Linked DNA regions of Zea mays: region 2 is linked to region 1. A link is a contact called in public Hi-C data. All regions are on one chromosome and are shown on one strand. Each heading gives the region's core, a stretch centred on a gene start, on an enhancer-like site or on the middle of the called end of the contact. The rest is flanking DNA. Distances are from core to core; before and after follow the strand shown. Region 1 overlaps LOC100280694 (pyrophosphate--fructose 6-phosphate 1-phosphotransferase). Region 2 holds the start of LOC103643587.

The links. A called contact is a pair of places that touch in the nucleus more often than the background predicts.
Region 2: a Hi-C map of tassel shows a contact between it and region 1, with 2.5 times the contacts expected there. The contact joins the promoter of LOC103643587 here to the enhancer-like site in region 1. A contact is called at or near these places in 2 of 25 Hi-C or Micro-C datasets (leaf and tassel).

The regions. Positions count from the first base shown.
Region 1 is chr1:248,601,983-248,608,907 of Zm-B73-REFERENCE-NAM-5.0, forward strand. LOC100280694 (pyrophosphate--fructose 6-phosphate 1-phosphotransferase) reads left to right here. Exons shown (of 14, transcript NM_001153613.2): 13 at 72-200; 14 at 296-716. The coding sequence ends at 463. Among protein-coding and RNA genes, the nearest start is that of LOC100280694, 7.5 kb to the left of the region's middle. Within about 2 kb of position 1,474, at least 14 of the 20 cell types and tissues checked have an H3K27ac peak or open chromatin away from gene starts, as enhancers often do. A contact at or near this core is called in leaf and tassel, where this site is marked.
Region 2 is chr1:248,668,593-248,675,060 of Zm-B73-REFERENCE-NAM-5.0, forward strand. LOC103643587 reads right to left here and starts at 4,819. Exons shown (of 3, transcript XM_008666758.4): 1 at 4,670-4,819; 2 at 4,267-4,551; 3 at 4,004-4,154. The coding sequence starts at 4,687. The coding sequence ends at 4,107.

The sequences.
Region 1 (6,925 bases), core at 224-2,723:
TGAAATGGCTCTACCTGTGTTGGTTTTACGGGTGATGAACCTTATTTTAATTTGGTCATGACATGCCACAGATCAAGTCCCATTTTAAGGACATAGGAGTCCATTCTGATGTCAAGTATATTGATCCAACATACATGCTCCGCGCTGTGCGAGCCAATGCATCCGATGCCATCCTGTGCACCGTGCTTGGTCAGAATGCTGTAAGACATCATTTCTCCTTGCTGCATCTCTGCCTCTTGACAAAATCCTTTAGTTTTCATGCCTAACCGTTTGTTGTTCTGTGTAAACCCTACAGGTTCATGGTGCCTTTGCGGGTTTTAGCGGCATCACAACCGGGGTGTGCAACACACACAATGTGTACTTGCCGATACCGGAAGTGATCAAATCCACGAGGTTTATTGATCCAAACAGTCGGATGTGGCACCGGTGCCTGACCTCAACCGGGCAACCAGACTTCCATTGATCAATTATTAAGGAAGCTTGTAGTAGCATCCGAGTGTAAAGGAAGGTTGTGTATAGTATAGCGAAAGGGACCTAATTGCTTTGTCAGGCCTTGTCTAGCAGCATATGGTTCTGCAAAACATTGTTTTGCATTGTAGATAGGCTAAGTTTGAAATAAGAGGTGAGATAGGCAGGATAGCCTTAGTATGGCAAAATGATCATCTTGAAGGATTCATGAGTGAATGATAGCTAATAAAATATTTACGCTTGATCAACCTTTGCTTGATTTTCAAAAATTCAGCCTAAATCTTAAATACACCAAAACTTCGCAAATTGTCTGAAATAAAGAAACACTTCAATCAAAGGTTGAATGCCCTGAAGTTCTTGTGGAGAATATTAAGCTACCGATACCAACAGATACTAAAAAGTTCGAAAAGAGGCAAAATGATGACTTCTGTAAGCAGGGCAGGGACTTTTCTGAGCATAGTGACAGTGCCGCAGTTTTAGCCCGTTAGTGTTGGGGCCAATAATGTCGCACATCTGCGATATGAAACTTTACAAGCAGCAAGATAGAGAATTCAAGAGTGTTTCAGGAGTTTAAACTTTAAAAGGTTAAGCATATGAAAATAGATAAAAAATTACCAAATGAAATGGGGATTTTCAAAAAGGTTCAAATCTACTCAAATGTAACACCTTACTTTTGCATGATATAAGTTTTCCTTGAGTTCCCAAAGAATATGTTCCAAATCTTGCGAAGAACTTGAATTTCTCCTTTTAACTTAATTTTTATCTATTTTACCCTAATAAGAGAAAGGGAGAAAAATATTTTTGTATAAAAATCCCGAATAAGAAATTATCCCAAACTTCACCGAATTGTTCCTCTCAATATTTCTATTTTTTTATTTTTTTTGAAGTGATTTGAAGTTCATTTGATTTGACCGGGCAACCAACAGGCTTTTTCAGCCTAGCTTGTGCCCAAGGTTGTGCCCATGCCCACACTCCCTGACAGGTGGGAACGACCTGTCAGCGCACTCGCCCACGCTCGCGCCCACACCCGCTCGTAGAACCGGCTAGTCAGCCACTCGCCCACTCCCACGCACACACACCTTTCTCTCTTCGATGTGCAGAGCCCATGTGTCATCCCCGACCTCTCGCCCATGTTCACTGTTAAACGGCACCTCCACTGTCGATCTCGCCTCTGCGAGGCCATAACGCCGCCCCTACACTCGTCACTCAACAACGAATAAAGTGGGCATTCACTCTAGCCTTTCCTCCCTGGATGCCCACACCATTACCCTAAGTGAGTCTGTCGACATTCAATCGGTGAACGACCAATCTGCTCATGCCGATGTCCTCTCCCCTCCAACCAATGGTGTGCCCCTATACAACCCAACCCCAGCACGCTCTGCTCACCCCATGTCGAGCTCTCAGCCACCAGATCCCTCTCCCCTCGCCACTCGTGTCCTCACCACCATTCAGGAGCTTCAAAGGATGTTCCACCCACACCGGAGCATCCACGACCTCCCCACCGGCTCGCTAGAGCTCGAGGAGTCCACGATAACCCTCCATCGGAGCTCTACCACCGTATAAGACCCATACCATGGCAACTCGAACTTGTCGTACCCTCGCCATCGTCGACCGAGTTCTTATGCGCGTACTCGGCTGCTGCTCAACACCAGGAGGTGCGCTAGGAGGTAATAGAACGTGCAAACTCGTTCACTCGTCCAAACGCGCACGAGTTAGACCTAAATTGCTCACCAGAGTTCTCATGGCCATGGCGAGCACCCCTCGCTGCCATTCGTGCCCTCTCGGTCACCTCCTTGCTCCCATTTCGTGCCTAGAGAGTTTGCCATGGTCTCTAATAGCTTGGTGGAATAATTGAGCCCCAACCGATACCTCAATCGTCTAGCGTAACCAACGCCGACGAGCCACCATCTATCGCTAGTGGTAGACCGAGTTCCTAGGCAGGGCTGGCGTGCGCCCAAGCTCGCGCCGGTGCAAGATTGCGACTCTGCGTGTAAAATAATGGTCGTGCATGCCTCCCATACTATCACATTCATGAGGCATTTATTTTTGAGGATCCAGTCCTATACGATCATGGGTAAGGATGTAAACGGTCGGTAACGGTCAGAAAAACTCTCTCACCGTTTCACCTTTGTAATTTTTTCTTTGGTCATACTCGGAAAACAGGAAAGTCGGAAATGGATAACGATCGATAAATTCCACTATATCCAAAATGGATAAATCTGATCAAAATAGCTCGGAATCGATCGAGAAAAGGTAACTGTAATCGGAAAACACGATTGTCCACTCATAAAGTTTAACACACAATACATAAGTCTTAAAACACGATTGTTCATTCACATCCACATACAAGTCTTAATCACACAAATATATAATATATAGTCCATACATAAATGATCATACATGTTCACTGAAGTTTTAACCACATAATATATGAGTCTTAAACACACACGATACATAAACTAGAGATCATATTTCATGTCGTCTGGATCACTCGATATATCTTCTATGACATCCGAAGAAGTAATTATCGTATCTAAAATCTCCATGTCTATAGGAAGGGATGTCATAGGCGTGAAAGTTGAAATACAATGACACAAGACAATGTTAGTATAAGAAAATCTTCTATAGCTACAAATAAGAAGTGTTTGAATTATGGGAACATATTCAGTGCACATGAGACTTTGGTGCACATATGGTGCACATGAACTAACAAAGCCATAGCTATTAAGTTTTAGGTTCGGGACGTGTACATATAGGGATATGCGTGATTTCTGGATGATCTGTGAATGGTTTTCGTTGTTCTTGATGCAATGGTCATGTAACGAACTACTCCTACTAGTCGGTATTCCACCATCAGAGTTAAGTGATACACATAATACTAGTTGAAGCAAGATTAGATCAATGTGATTGGTCAAATAAAAACCCAGTTTCATACGCCGCAAGCATTTGATGTGCAGTAGTATATTGGATATACTACCGATTCAGGTTTATCGTTGTGATGATGTCTTACCATAAAACGATCATAACTTTTTGTAAGAAATTTGGATTGAGGAGAGTTCTATACACAAATTGATCTACAAAAAAAAGTTACACATGAATTTTTGTGGCTTTGCCGCATCAAGCGAAATTATATTTCCCAAATTCACCTCCAAATTTGGGTTTCGAGAGGTTTAAGTTTAGACGTCAGAACACCTAACTTGTTTTTTTAGGATTTCTATTGTGACCGGTATGGCTATTATGTGTATATGGTGCATGCATGCAATTTATTCATGGCCTACATGTCATGAACATGTCAATATGGCTGGAACCATATGCATAGTCAAATCTGATGTAATGATCTGCATGTCAACATGTGATGATCTAACGCATACATGTAATTTGTTTACTAGCATACATTAGTTAGCTCATGAAGAACTCATCACTTGAAGGATGACATACCTACATCATGGAGATGGATATCAACATGATGGACAAATTATTGGAGATAGAGATCACCATGTAACAGCAAGCCATAATGAATCACAATTGTTGTGTGAATGTCATTCTTAATGTTCTACCTGTTCATGCAAATGTTGTTCTTGCGTGAAGTAGCATGATCCCTCATAAATGTTTAAGCTTAGATGACTCCCCAAACCTTGCACTATCATGAGTCTTGTACAATTGGTGGTGGGTCTATGAAATTAGGGTACCACTAGTTAGTTCTCCTTGACTAGATAGGTTTGTATCGGATACTTACCGCATAAGGGTTGGTTAACTTAAACAAAGTTGGCTTAATGTTCAACGACTTTGGGGCATAAGGTTGGAGCCAAGACATAGATATGTCACCCAACAACAGAAGCCATATATGATATTATTAGCAACGAGTTGCTTACCGATCTCCCTTGTCTTCTAGCGGTGATGCTAAAGCTCACTAGTAGACTTGTTAGTTGTGGGTTCTGAATCACTAAGTATCAATTGAGGGATATTGATTTTAGTGGGAGTAGATTCTATCAAATGTTTAATATGATTTACTCTATCATGGATATTTTTGTCTTAGTATTTTGCAGTAGTTTGTTGTAGATAAATGACACATAGCAACCAATCATTTAATTTGTGATAAATTCTTGAAAAAGATAAGCTGAATGGAACAAACTATACAGATTGGATCCGTAACCTGAGAATTGTTCTCAGGGTTGAGAAAAAGGAAGAAGTTCTAGACACCCCACTTCTAGAGGAACCTGCTGAAGATGCAACTGTTGTTATTAAGAACGCTTACAAAAAAGCAATGGATGCTAATCTTGAAGTGAGTTGCCTTATGCTTGCTTGCATGGCGCCCGAGCTACAGATATACTTTGAGACAAACCATGAGGCGTACGATATGACTGTGGCGCTCAAAAATATGTTCAAGACTTAGACTAGGACTAAAAAGTTCAATGTTTCCAAAGCCTTTATGGAATGCAAGCTAGCAGAAGGCACAACAGTTGGGCCACATGTGATCAAAATGGTTAGTTACACTAAGAGGTTGGAGAAGCTAGGCTTTCCACTAGGCCAAGAGTTGGCCAATGATTTTATTTTGGTATCTTTTCTGCCCAGCTATAGAAACTTCATCTTGAACTACCATATGCATGGAGCAAAGAAGGGCCTCAATGAGTTGTGTGGCATGCAAAAACATCAGAGGGTGATATAAAGAAAAGCGCAGGCAGCAGCATCCATGTGATGGCAATCCAAAACAAATCCAACTTTAATAAGAAGGGTAAATCTTAGAAGAAGGGTAAGGCTAAAGATACAATCTCCAAGCCAAACCAAAACCCAAGGCTGAACTAGCTGCAGATGTTGAGTGTTTTTATTGGAAAGAACTTAGTCACTGGAAGAGGAATTTCAAGTAGTACTTAGCCTCTATTAAGGATCATGGCAATAAGGGTACTCCCACAGTAGGTACATATGCTATTCACATTATAAACATTTTTCTTGTTGATTCTTATATTAATTCTTGGGTATTTGATACCAAATCAGTTGCCAATATTTGAAATTCGATCACTACAACAAACTTGTTAATCTATGATGCTCAATCCGTGACGATACCTGCAAATCGTCATAGATAACCGTCACAGATGCTCATCTGTGACGATTTCAATGGTTATCTATGACGATTTGCAGGTATCTGTCATGGATTGAGCGTCATAGATTAACAAGTTTGTTGTAGTGGATGCAGGGAATGATAAGAAGTAGAAGCGTGAAAAGAGGATAATTTGATTTCCGCATAGCTAATAATGCAACAGTCGTTGCGTTGACCGTCGGGACAATGCAACTCCACCTCTAGTCATGATTTATTATGGAGTTAAATAATTATTATCTAGTTCCTAGTACGGGTTCAAAACATTTTATCCCCTTCATGTTTGATGAAGGATCGTTATTCATTTAAGAGTGAAAACAATGGTTATGTGATATCTAAGGATTGTATGTTTATGGCTTTTGCATCCATTATGAATCGGTTATTCATTTTAAATCTTGACGATTCACATGTATATAATATAAGTGCTAAAAGGCCTCGGTCTAATGATTTCAGTACTACCAACACGTGGCACTATCGCTTGGGTCATATTTGTGAGAAGCACATGAAGAAGCTTCATTCTAATGGGCTTTTAACTTCATCTAATTTTGAATCATACGAGACATGTGAAGCAAGCGTACTTTACAAGATGACCAAGGAACCCTTCATAATTTTACTAGAGAGGGCATTAGATTTGTTGGAACTCATACATACTGATGTGTGCGGACTAATGAGTACGACAGCTAGGGGAGGATTCCAATACTTCATAACTTTCACTGATGATTTTAGTAGATACGGTTATGTCTACTTAATGAAACATAAGTTTAAATCTTTAGAAAAGTTCAAAGAGTTTTAGAATGAAGTGGAGAATCATTGTGGCAAGAAAATGAAGCACTGCGTTATGATCGTGGAGTTGAATATTTGAGCCATGAGTTTAGCAATCATCTAAAAAGTTATGGAATTGTTCTGCAACAAATACCTCCTAGAATGCCTCAGAGGAATGGTGTGTCTGAGTGATGTAATCGGACATTATTGGATATGGTTCGATCAATGATGAGCCAGTCAGACCTACCTTTGTTGTTTTGGGGTACGCTCTTAAACAACATCTTTCACACTAAATAGGGTACCATCGAAGTCCGTAGCTAAGACACCATATGAGATGTGGACTGACAAGGCTCCTAGTTTGTCTTTTCTAAAAATTTGGGGTTGTGAGGATGTCGTCAAGCAACCTTAGTCAGATAAACTTAGTCCAAAATTGGACAAGTGCATGTTCGTGGGATATTCAAAGGAAACTTTGTGATATTACTTTTACCATTGGTTAGAGGGCAAAGTTTTTGTCACCCGGAACCATGTTGTATTAGAGAAAGAGTTCCTCAAAAGAAAGAAAAGTAAACAAAAGTTGTACCATAAAGAAGTTCAGGATGAGTC
Region 2 (6,468 bases), core at 3,569-6,068, 70 kb after region 1:
CATGAGAGGACACCGCCATTCTCACCACAATCCAATGGGATTGCTGAAAGGAAAAACCGCACTCTAACAGATTTGGTGAATGCCATGTTGAGTACAGCGGGATTATCCAAGGCATGGTGGGGTCAGGCGATTTTGACGGCATGTCATGTCCTGAATAGAGTTCCAACAAAGAACAGAGAGATCACACCATTTGAGGAATGGGAAAAGAGAAGATTAAATATCTCATATTTACGCACTTGGGGTTGCTTGGCTAAAGTGAATGTGCCAATCAACAAAAAGCGTAAACTTGGGCCTAAAACTGTTGACTGTATATTCCTTGGGTACTCTTTTCACAGCACTGGGTATAGGTTCTTAATTATAAAATCTGATGTGCCTAATATGTATGTTGATACTATCATGGAATCAAGAGACGCAGCATTTTTTGAGAATGAGTTTCCCATGAAGAATACACCTAGTGATATAAGTCATGAGACTATAATTCTCCATGAGCACGAACTGTCGATTCCTATAGATCATGCTGAGGATTCTCACGTGCACATCCCTGAGGAGGATGACACTATAGTCACTCGAAAGAGCAAGAGACAGAGGGTTGCAAAATCCTTTGGTAATGACTTTATAGTGTACCTTGTGGAAGACACACCAATTACCATTAGTGAGGCATATTCCTCTCCTGATGCTGACTTATGGAAGGAAGCAGTAAGGAGTGAGATGGAATCTATTATGTCTAATGGAACTTGGGAGGTCGTTGATCGTCCTTATGGTTGTCAACCTATAGGTTGCAAATGGATCTTCAAGAAAAAGCTTAGGCCTGATGGTACAATCGAGAGGTACAAGGCAAGGCTTGTGGCCAAAGGATATACCCAAAAGGAGGGTGAAGATTTCTTTGATACCTACTCACCAGTGGCTCGATTGACTACAATTCACACATTAATAGCCGTGGCAGCCTCTTATGGTCTTATCATTCATCAGATGGATGTTAAGACAGCTTTCCTTAATGGAGAGTTGGATGAGGAGATCTATATGGATCAGCCAGAAGGGTTCATTACGGATGGTCAAGAGAACAAGGTGTGCAGGTTGATAAAATCATTGTATGGCCTAACACAAGCACCTAAGCAATGGCATGACAAGTTTGATAATACTCTTACAGCTGCTGGCTTTGCTGTAAATGAATCTGACACGTGTGTATACTATCGGTATGGTGGGGGTGAGTCTGTTATGCTGTGCCTTTATGTTGATGACATCTTGATCTTTGGATCAAATCTCAATGTGATTGAGGAAGTTAAAAATCTTCTATCGAGCAATTTCGAAATGAAAGATTTGGGAGAAGCTGATGTCATTCTAAACATCAAGCTTGTTAGAGAAGCTGATGGTGGGGTAACTTTGTTACAATCCCATTATGTGGAAAAGGTATTGAGTCGCTTTGGTTTTAGTGACTGTGATCCTGCTCCAACACCTTATGACCCTAGTGTGCTATTAAGAAAGAATCGGAGAATAGCAAGGGATCAATTGACATACTCCCAGATTATTGGCTCGCTCATGTACCTTGCAAGTGCAACAAGGCCAGACATCTCTTATGCTGAGTAAGCTAAGTCGGTTTGTGTCGAAACCAGGAGATAATCACTCGCGTGCTCTTGAGAGAGTGTTGCGGTATTTGAAAGGTACTATGACATACGGTATTCATTATACCGGAAACCCAAAAGTGTTGGAAGGCTATTGTGATGCCAACTGGATTTCTGATGCTGATGAGCTTTATGCCACAAGCGGATATGTGTTTCTGTTTGGAGGTGGCGCTGTTTCCTGGAAGTCTTGCAAGCAGACTATCTTAACGAAGTCTACAATGGAAGCAGAACTCGCAGCATTAGACACTGCTGGGGCTGAGGCCGAGTGGCTTCGTGATTTCCTATTGGACTTACCAGTAGTTGAAAAACCGATATCGGCTATTTCCATGAACTGTGACAATCAAACTGTGATTACAAAGGTTAACAGTTCTAGGAATAACATGAAGTCTACAAGGCATGTTAAGAGGAGATTGAAATCTGTCAGAAAGTTGAAAAACTCCAGAGTTATAAATGTGGATTATGTCCACACATCGAATAATCTAGTAGATCAATTCACTAAAGGTCTGTCACGCAATGTGATAGAAAGTGCATCGAGAGAAATGGGTATGAGACCCATGTGAAATCTACTCTAGTGGTAACCTGCTCTATGTGATCGAAGATCCCGTGAAGTAGAGTGGAGAAACAAGCTAGGAGTAGGTTATGAGGAAAGATCCCTTCTTTAACTCATTTCTGATGCACATCTTTCCTATCTGTAAGGCAGGATGGTTTTTACCTTAATGTATTCCAAGAGTCTTATAAAGGTGAGATGTTGTCCTACAGAACATATTTTGAGGAATACACCTATATGAGTCAAACTGCTGGTCACAGTCTATGGGACTTGGGTAATCCCTAAATACTCATGAAAGGCACTGAAGTGTGACTTATATGCTTCTAAACAGCGGGAATACCCTTTTGCAGCCTAGTATCAGCAAAGGATTTGAGTGAATCTCAATTCACACAAAACTGTCAATTCAAGGGTTAGTCCATTGTTCAGTTGTGAATGGGTGAAACTCTTATTCTAGATGGATGTTCAACTTGACAGTCTCCATCAAAACACTGGTATATCAAAGGATTGTGATTCTGATACTTCATCTTTACAAACCCTAGAGTTTGGTGGGGATTGTTGGATCTTTTATGGGCCTGGCCCATTTATTGAATAAACTCTATGGTGTGTAGTGGTGGAGAATACTAATAGTACCATATTGAAAGTCCAAGGGTCTTTTGTCTTGACTTATATGGTGGGAATTATTCCACCTAAGGCCTTGTTCGGTTATTCCCAATACACATGGATTGGATGGGATTGGAAAAAATTCTTAAGAAGTTTGACTTGTTTGGGATTCAAACCCATCCAATCCCACTCAATCCACATGGATTGAGAGCTAACCGAACAAGGCCTAAGGGCTTGTTCGGTTAGCTCTCAATCCATGTGGATTGAGTGGGATTGGATGGGTTTCAATCCCAAACAAGTCAAACTTCTTCACAATTTTTTCCAATCCCATCCATTCCATGTGTATTGGGAATAACCGAACAAGCCCTAACTTGAGAAGTCAAGAAACCGACAAGGGTGTGCCACACGCGTGCTTGCGCCGCCGCCACCGGCCGGGCCGGGCTCGGGCCGGGCGTGGCGAGGCGAGGCAGGCAGGCAGACAGGCGAGCAGGCATGGTGTGGTTGTGTTAATTTTTAGCACTCACTAACCGCGTAAACCTTTTAGTTGTCTGTCTCTTCGTCAGCTGCATGCGAGACTCTTGTCCTTCAGCTGCCTGTCCCTTAGCGTGCAGACCCTTCTCCTTCAGCTTCCCTCTGCGAGAGGTTAAATAGAGGAGACCCCTGGCACTTGGTACACGGGAATAGAACCATTTCAGAGTCACAACCCAGCCGCAAGTGAGAGTGTTCCCATCTCATGACTCTACGCGCACGGAGAAGCGAGAGGGCAGGTGCCTCCGGAGCCCTTGCCATTCGAGACCTTACACGGAGGATCGACAATTAGGTTTTTGGGGAGCGTCTACGCGACTGCCCAAAACGTCTTCTTCCTGGCGACATGACAAGGGAAGCTGGACAAGGATCCGGGTCATCAGAGCATATGGGAGGGTATGATCAGTTTATTTCCCTACTGTTTTGCGTTCTGCAGATTACATATGTTTCATATATTCACCTCTGCTATTTCATATGTAGTCATGTATTTATCTCATCTGTTTTGTCATTTTATAATATGTTATATCTGTTTGTTTTAGTTCTACCGTCATGCTGTTTATATTGCTATCTACTTATTTTTAGTTGTTCCGTAATAATTCATGAACCATGTTTATATATTTATTATATTTATATGATTCATATGCTCTATGTTCTCTTGATCCATATTGGTATGGATCAATTTGAAATCACGATTTCTATGGTTATTTATTTGTTATATATCATCATCATAATGTTAATTCATGGAATTAAAATAATACAGAAAATGACTATAATTCTAACAGTGACAGTGACACCACAGGAAGGTTTGCAACTCTTCATGCTCTGATACAGCACTGGAAGTAGCTCAGGAACTTCTTCCTTCCCTGCATCGATAGCAACAGATGGAGGACAGGAGGAGAGTTATTGGCCAGTCTTTGGCAGCATCGGTCAAGGTAGCGGTACGAGTGAGGGACGGCCGAAATCCTGAATTGTTACCGTAGGGGAGTCGTCGTGCAGCGGCAGGCGGTGGTGGTCGTCGTCGTCGGCGACGGCGGCGGCGGGGGACTTGGGCGGCTGAGCCTTGGCACTCTGCTGCTGCTGCTGCTGGAGGAGGTCCTCGTCGCCGCCGAGGCTGGCCCTGGAGAGCTCGCGCTTGTTCTGCCTGCGCATCTCCCGGATCTTGGAGAAGTCCATGGAGTAGTCCGGCACGGCGCCGTTCTTAACGTCCCACTCGCCGAACGCCGGCACGGTCATCCACCCGACCGTGGCGCCCTGCTGCCCCTGCAAATGCGGAGCGAGCGCCAACAAGCAGCTCAGAAAGTCAGAATCCAGGCGAGACTTCTTCCCCAAATGTCTCGAGAAAATAACATTCCCTGGTAACTAACTCGTACGGTCGTACCTCCTTGCGGTTCTCCATGGGAACGATGAGATGATGAGACCTCTCTCACTCGCTACCCCTCGTAGTTGCTTTAACGCTGGCTGGAGGAAATCAATCAATCGGGACTCGGGAGGCGTGTCAGCAGCGGCGTCTAGGGGGCAGGAGAGGGGACGCACGGTTATTTTAAAAAGCGGAGGAAGACAAGTAGGCCGGGCCCACCCATCCATTCCTCCTAGCCCACGGACCGCGGACGGCTGCACACATCTGGCAAGTGGACCCAGCACGAATGGGAAAGTGGGTAAGGTCGTCGGCCACAACCTGTGGGCCCGGAAGACGCAGTACCATCCGTCAGCCTTGACCTGAGTCAAGGCCCGCTTTCATCGTCGACTCGGAAAGTCGGAAGTTGGTCGGTACCGTCCATAGCGGCGTGTGCCTTTTTCTTTTTTCCTCTCTCTATATATAAAATTCACATGTATATATTGCTCGTCTATCGAGATAAAACTTTATCTAAAATTCGTAACATGCACATCACAAATCATAAGTTACTTCCTCTGTTTGACGTTTTATATTTGGACATACAAATTTAGAAAAAAGGTAAAAAAGTTATAGTATGAAAAAAACAAGAAGAGAATTAGAGATGGAAAAGTATTAAGAAAAGAAAAGGATATATATTAAAGGAAGACAAATATACATTAAAAAGTGAGAATAACAACTATTTTAATGTAAGATTTGAATTCTGTAGAACTAACTATTTTGAGCTAATGAGTTTGTCTCTTTTTTCACGTGTTGTTTCCAAGATTTGACAGGAAAACATCTTTCTCGTTTTTTAAGCTGTCATAGTGTGCGAGAAGGGCCCTTGTAGCAAGATCCTTCACAGACAAGCCAAAGGGGTCAAACTCTATAGAACAAGAGTTGTCAGTGGTAAATTGATGGATGGGGAGAAGAATCTAAATAATGTTGGGAGCAACAAGGACGTTCTTAAGGCGAAAAGGGGTGGGAAGAACCGCATCACCTATTGAGGTGATGTGGAGGACCGACCCATTTTCAATGATGATGGAGGATGGAAGAGAGGAGCGAGGAGGAATTGTGGTGGATAAAGCACCAACATTAGGGGTGGTGTGTTAGGAGGTATCAAACTCAGCAATCCAGTCTGAGACTGAGGTGGGTGGAGCCAAGCAGTTGACGATCACGACTTAGATTTAAGGTATGACGAGTTCGTACAACCGATATTGTTGGTCAGACGAGGAAGGTGATGAGGCGGCGTCGAGCGTTGTGCTCCGTACGCGTCGAGGGCTCTAACACCATTGGGCATTGGGCATAGTAGTTGCAAGTGGTCCAGTGACAGCAGCTATCGCCGACCATGCCTTGTGGTTCTACGATGGATGGATCCTGACTAACCTATGCTTAGGCGTAAGGACAGAACCGTATGCCTCATTAGTCATTAGAACCAACAATCCTGAGCGGCAAGAAGCAGTGCCACACCGCGTGCAACATGTTTGACGAAATCGTATGTCTGCTCCTGATAGTGTCGACCTCGCGACTGAATATAATCCATGCAACGCGTTTTCGTCGAGCAGCATTAGCAAATAGTACTAGCAAGTAGCAAGCAGCATGTATTTTCATTCTGTCCCATACTCCCACGTCTCGCCGTAGTCGCATAGTTGTGGACTCCCTTGCACCTGCCCCAATACCCCACGAAAGCAAGGTATGGCGAGCGCAAGGGACTGTGCATCCCACCCACCATCCCAAGGGCCCCATGAGAGGAGGGCAGTGGAGGCAGGAGGCCCGACTAGAGCTTAGGTGGGGTCGGGTGCGCAGCT